Regions from separate parts of the Rattus norvegicus genome. Here region 2 is linked to region 1. A link is a contact called in public HiChIP or PLAC-seq data. All regions are on one chromosome and are shown on one strand. The core of a region is the stretch at or near the end of the contact, and the rest is flanking DNA. Distances in the headings are between cores, read along the strand shown.

Region 1 (3,042 bases), core at 83-2,582:
GGAGGGCTGAGTATCATTTCTGCACTAGTCAAGGAAGAATGCATCTTATATTCTCCCACAAAGAGGCAAAATGGTGTGTGGGCTGCACCAGCGAAGGAACTGGAAAATCTGTGTGGGGTGGCCTTGAAGGAGTCACTCTGGGCCTATGAATCACTTTTCTTTCCTCCCCCAACATCTGTGAAGCAATGAAATAGTTTGTGTGAAGAAGACTCAAGATTCCTTTCCGGGTAGAACTGAGTGTGTTTGTTTGACATCAGCAGCCACAAACAGGGCAGCGTGTCAGATGGAAATGAAACTGTAGTAGTTTTCAAACATTATTTTCCCACTGAAGTCTTAAGCAGTCTGCCAATCACCAAACTGCTTATTCTACATCAGGAGTATTTTTCCTGGTTGTGGTTACCTATGTGTGTACTTTCTGGGGCTCCAGTATTAATAAAAAAAATTGACCAGTGTTCTGTCCTGAGGATGAAATGAAGGACTTGATTGGTTTTGATCATACAGATCATAGATCGCTAGCTTCACTGCCACAAATGTGGTTCCCAGACCAGTGTCATAGATATGACATCATCCATGACCTTGTTGAAAATGCAGACTCAAGGTGTCCCCACTCCTACAGTCCTTGAATCAGAATCTGCCTATTAACAAGGTCCCTAAGGGCTTCCTTATGCTGTTGAAGCTCTGGGAGCCCTGTTTAAGGCTTCATCTTGGGGAGGGTGGATTTGTCAGAGACAAGCTTTGCTCATGGCTCACAGCTAGACCTTTGAAACCTCATCGAATTCTCTTCTGCCCCAGCCCATCTCTTTGTTGATAACTACAACTTTTAGTTGGATCATTTTATCTATATTTATATCTCCTATAAAAATATCCAAAAAGAGGATGCTTTGTTAAAATCCCAATCCCCTGACAAGCATTTATTGTGACTCTACTGTATGCCGTGGTATTATAGGTATCGAGGATAGAGAGAAATCCTGGTTTTCACAGAACATTAGTACTGAGAGAAAGAGGGAGGGGGTGAAAACACAAGATAAGCAAATAAATGAGGCTTTATAAGATCTCTGGTAATTTTGTCTAAAAAGACAAAACAAACAAACAACCCCTCCAAACCCTCCAGAAATGGAGCATGGTAACTCATGGCTATGATTCCAATACTGTAGAAACCAAGACAGAAAGATCTTATTGCAAATTCAAGGCCAGACAGATCTACATGGTTAAGTTTCAGGTTAACCTTGATGACAGACTAAGACCCTGTCTCCAAACACAAACATCAAGAATAAGCAAAAGCAAATCCTCCCCCTCTCCCAGTAAGACCTTGCCATAGTTTTATAATGCCCTTTTCAGGTCAAGAACTAAGACAGAGGAAACCGTTGGAGGTTAGAGTTGGTCTATATGGTGTCAATTTGTTCACAGAACCACCTGCCTAATGAACTAAGAATGGCTGGACTGAGAGACAAGTACTGAACCCAGAGATGACTGAACTCTCTAATAGGAAGAACTGCGATTCTTCCTATCGCAGGAAAACCCAGGGAGAAAGTGCGAGATGAGAAAGAACACACATCGAGATCCTTCCATCTGATCTTTCTATCCTTTAATGTTTAGATGGAAGGGGAGGTTTTGAGGAGTCAGGCAGAGATGGTTTCACCCACGAGCAAAGCTCCTATGTCAATGCCAACCATTCAATGAAGTTCTTCACATTCCAGGCCTGGGTAGCTCCTTCCAAATGTGCAGTCAGGATGGTATTGAAAAAATTAGGAGAATATTTGCCTCTGGAGGAGGGGTAGCTTAGATTCAAGTATCATATTTAAATAGGGCTCTGTTGGAACCAGCTAAATGTCCTCCAGTTGGTGACAGAATTCCTGGAAATTGGTGTTCACAACAGTGGAAATGGGGCTTGGACTCTAGACAGAGAATGCTGTACTTAAAGAGATTTTGTTCTGGCCTCTTACATGGACTCAACAAAACTCTCTCTGTGTTCAGAACCAAGTTTCCTGTTGCCAGAGTTTCTGCTCAGCTCTGTCATTTCTAGTTCATCGTCTTTTAACCAGAGGCTTGAATGAAATGCAAGAGAAATAAAAGTCAAGTATATTTTAAATAAAAGCAGGGTAGTGTCCACAAAAGCCACATTGAATAAGAATTTTCTAAAGTAGAGGCAATAATTCTGTGTAAGTAGCCAGCACCTCTGTGCCACCCAGAGCCTCCTCCTGTTTCTAAACATGACAATATGAAAATTCTTTATTGTGAGCTTAGAAAACTATGTTCTTATCCTTGGCCTTTGACACATACCTTCTTGGATCTTGGGGTAAATATAAGAAATGTGTTTTTTAATTTGCTGTAAGGTCACTTTGTCTCCCTGCAGAAGGGTATTTGTGGATTCAGATGCTCATCTGCCTTTGGGTAGCTGGCATTGACAGTTAGAGGTGAGCCTCTCTGCTTGCTCCTGGAATAAAAAGGACATACTTAAACTAGAAGGCCACCTACATTGCTCCTCTTCCTCTTAGCAAACAATTGCTAAGGCAATGAGGAAATCTTTAAGTTAGAGGCAACTGGGGTGTGGGTGGCATGTGGCCACCCTAACCTTGAGGGCACTCTCCCCTAAGAAGAGAAGTCAGTGTTCAGAACAACAGAAGGCAGTCGACGCATTTGTGGGGAAGCAGAAGAAAAACTCTTGTGTTGGGACACTAGGACAGTCACTTGCTTAAGACCCTTCTGGTCAGGACGCATCTCTGAATGCTCATTCAGATGCACTGTCTGGAAAGTAGGAATGGCAGAAGGAAGTTTTAGAAATGGGAAGTCATGAGATCAGTTTGCAAGACAGCTGGTATGACCAATCTGCAGAGGGTCTTATTAAAGGAACTAAGGTTTAATGAGTTGACAGTGAGGAGTTGTCGACAGTCTCTGGGTGATGACCTGACCAAGTTAATCTGATGGGTTTGTATTGTTAAATTCCAAAGGGTGAAGGGTGTGGTTCTCAGTGGATTGGGCTTGGTATCCAGCTCCAGTTTTGCAATATCGAGAAAGAGAAATAGAGCTGGAAACCTCTTTAGG
Region 2 (3,197 bases), core at 463-2,962, 160 kb after region 1:
GAGAGTGAGCCCAGGTCTCCATGCATGCTAGGCAAGCAGTCCTCCAACAAACCTACATCCTGTCTATGCCTCTATGGCCTGCCTTGGGCATTTCCCTACCACAGCACAAGCTGCCTGACTTAGTATGTGTTTCCTCAAGGTAGAGCCTGAGGTGAGGGTTTGAGTTTAGATGACTTGCTTGGGAGCTGGCCCAGGAAGACTATAAGTGATGAAAACCAGTCAAGAGGGAACCAGCTTGCAACAGTGAATGGGTTATTGCCACGGTGCCCTGTAACTCCGTCCCTGTTGATCCTCCGAGAGCTTGTAAGAAACTCTTTCTGAGAAGCAAGGATCTTAGGATTGATGGCCATTTCTAGGGTTTTAATTTCATGGCATGTCTGCTCTGCCCCGTCTGAACACTGGTAACCTCAAACAGAGAGAAGCAAGTTTTCTAGGCAAGGGGACTGTCTCGGGCTAGGGTGAGTTAAGGGAGCATGGGCAAAGTCCTAGCAGCATCTGCCACATTCCTTAAACTCAGAATGAGGAGTTTTCTCATTCATGACAGGTCCACTGAGTAAACCATCCCTAATACAGCAGAGGAGGAGCCTGTGGAACCCTGGCCATGATTTACACACACACACACACACACACACACACACACACACACACACACACACACACACTGTCTCCTGGGAGGGAGGGGGATGGATGGAGAGAGTGGGAAAACAACGATGCAAAAAAAAAAATGCAAAAGACCTCAGCCTGCAGCAGAAAGACCAGGCCTGAATGAACTGCTTGTTCTCAAACAGAAGGAATTTTATTTGCATAGTTAATCCTCACGTGTTGCAACAGCCCAAAGATCACCCCCAGACGATTATTATTTGCACAGAGTGCTGCAGGCAGGGGAAATCTTCATGTACCCCTTTTCCTTTTAAATACCAGATCCTGTAGCCCCGCCAAGATATTTGAAAACAAATTGTAAGCTCCATCTGCCAGCTGGGGGCATGCTGAGACAAAGGAAAGAATTTTCCTGGCAGACCTCACAGGCCAGGAGACCCTTAATCCAGGCAGACAGACTTTAACACATTCTTTCCCTGTTCGGCAGACATTCCATCATCCCTGAAGGTCTTGCCTGTAGCCGTCAGTTTGTTCCGTTTAGATTCAGCTACAGTGTATATGTGATGGAGTCTCCTAATATCTTCCAAGGCTCAGCTCCAGGACCCTCTTGGATACCCAAATCCATATGTGCTGAATCCTTCAAATAAAATAGTAAAAACAGTGCAGTCATTGCACAGACCCTCTGAACATCCTCCAGTGTGTGGTAGGTCATCCGGAGGTTACGTGTAATTCCCAGTACAGTAGGAATGCCATTCAAATAGCTGTTGTACTGTATTGTTAAGGCACAATGACAAGAATAAAGTCTGCATGTGCTCAGAACAGACATTTTTAGAATCTTTTTTTTTTGAGTTGGTGGATACAGAGGGACAACTGTATCAGTCTAAGCCAGCAGAGGAAAAAAGCTCGACAGGGGTCCATGGTAATTCTAAACAAACAGGTGCTGAGGCTCCGGGAGGAGGGGCGAAGGAGCCCGCTCTGATTCCACTGAATGCTGTGTGCGGGATTTCTTCCAGAAGACAGGGAGAATTTAAGAAACAAGAGAGTGTCTGTGCCACAGAGTAACCCTTGGGGTTACAGCTCATTTTGAAAGAAGCCCTTTAGGAGGCAGACAACTTCTTGAGTCTCCATCAGTGACATCCACTCTGGTAGAAAGGATGCAACAGGCTGAATTGCAGCCTTCGGGACTCACAGGAGGAAAAGGCCTGGGCCTTCAGCTGCTGCTTTAATCACTTACTTAGAAACTGCAAAGTTATGAAGGGCAACCTCGCACAAGCAAACGAGCATCAAGTGAAATTAGCCAATTGTAGAGGATACTGTCGTTTTCTAAGGGCTAGAAAGTTATGTTTAGCCTACAAAGAAGTTTTAAAGGATGTTTCTACGAGACACAACAAAATACATACATATACACAGGCAGACAGACATAGGAAGTTATTACATAATCTTAGACAGACTTCTATGTTCACTAGCTGTCAGCCTGTACAATTAATTCAGTTCATTCACTCTGATTCAGTCATTCAATAAAGACCCACACGGCTGCTCTGTTAGATACTGCACCAAACACTAATGATAGAACTTTGCTAGAGGCAGTGGAGCAGGGCTCCTGCCCCTTTGAGGTCACTAATCATGGATACGAGTGGTTGGTATAATATTACAGATTGTGCATGGATTGCTCAAAAGAATGAATTTTCTATATATATATATGTATATATATATATGTATGTATATATATATGTATGTGTGTGTATATATATATATATATATATGTATATGTAGCTAAAAATCAGAATGATCTAAAACAAAGGTGCCAGGACAGCATTGTATGTGTCAATTTTGAAAACTATCTCTCCTCTCATACAGGCTTTTTTGGGTGAATAGGGCTTCTTTAGAATAAAACAGCAAGAGACGTCTTTGGCAGATCTGGGGCCAAGGTGTGCTGCTAAGAGATCCACCATATAACAGAACTGACCCAAGACGGTTGGTTATTGGGAGGAGTGGGGAGATTGAAGAGTGGAACATGAGAGAAAGACAGAGACAAAAGGAGACAGAGCCAGGCAAACAGAACAATCAGGAGACAGAGAGAGCAAACAAGACCTTTTAAAGGAGGCACATGTCACATAGGAGAACACACAACTTATAGCAGCAGTGGAATGTGCTGTACCTGGGGGTCCGTGGGTGATGATGTAAGCTGCAGTGGCCGAGTCGCTGAAAGGCATACTGGCAGAGTGCCAGATTTACAAAGGCACATGTCTGTAGTCTTCCCACTCGGGAGGCAGAAGCAGGAAGATCATGAGTCAGAGGCCACCATCAAGGGACAAACTCCCTCAAAAGAAAAAAGCAGAGGTAAGAACCCCTCACTCATCTGGTTATCTTCTGTCTACACAGATACACAGACATAACCATAAGCCCAAGTCTCCTACATGGTGGCCATCCAGTGAGCAAGAAAGAAAATATTAAGAGTCCTATTTGTAAGTTTTTAACAATGAAAAATCAGTTTAAGCCTCTGCCCTCAATGCATGGACTGTCGAAATAGCAAGTTGCATGTGGGCATATATACACAAAACACACACACACATACAAAACACATACACACACACACAAAC

The links. HiChIP or PLAC-seq counts read pairs in DNA pulled down with a chosen protein or histone mark.
Region 2: an H3K27ac HiChIP or PLAC-seq map of oligodendrocytes shows a contact between it and region 1, with 7 times the contacts expected there. The contact joins two enhancer-like sites. A contact is called at or near these places in 2 of 12 Hi-C or Micro-C datasets (the Rat2 cell line and Schwann cells) and 1 of 1 datasets of contacts at active chromatin or transcription factors (oligodendrocytes).

The regions. Positions count from the first base shown.
Region 1 is chr3:154,498,624-154,501,665 of GRCr8, forward strand. No RefSeq gene overlaps it. Among named protein-coding and RNA genes, the nearest start is that of Ralgapa2, 110 kb to the left of the region's middle. Within about 2 kb of position 1,333, at least 11 of the 93 cell types and tissues checked have an H3K27ac peak or open chromatin away from gene starts, as enhancers often do.
Region 2 is chr3:154,655,264-154,658,460 of GRCr8, forward strand. No RefSeq gene overlaps it. Among named protein-coding and RNA genes, the nearest start is that of Kiz, 74 kb to the right of the region's middle. Within about 2 kb of position 1,713, at least 10 of the 93 cell types and tissues checked have an H3K27ac peak or open chromatin away from gene starts, as enhancers often do.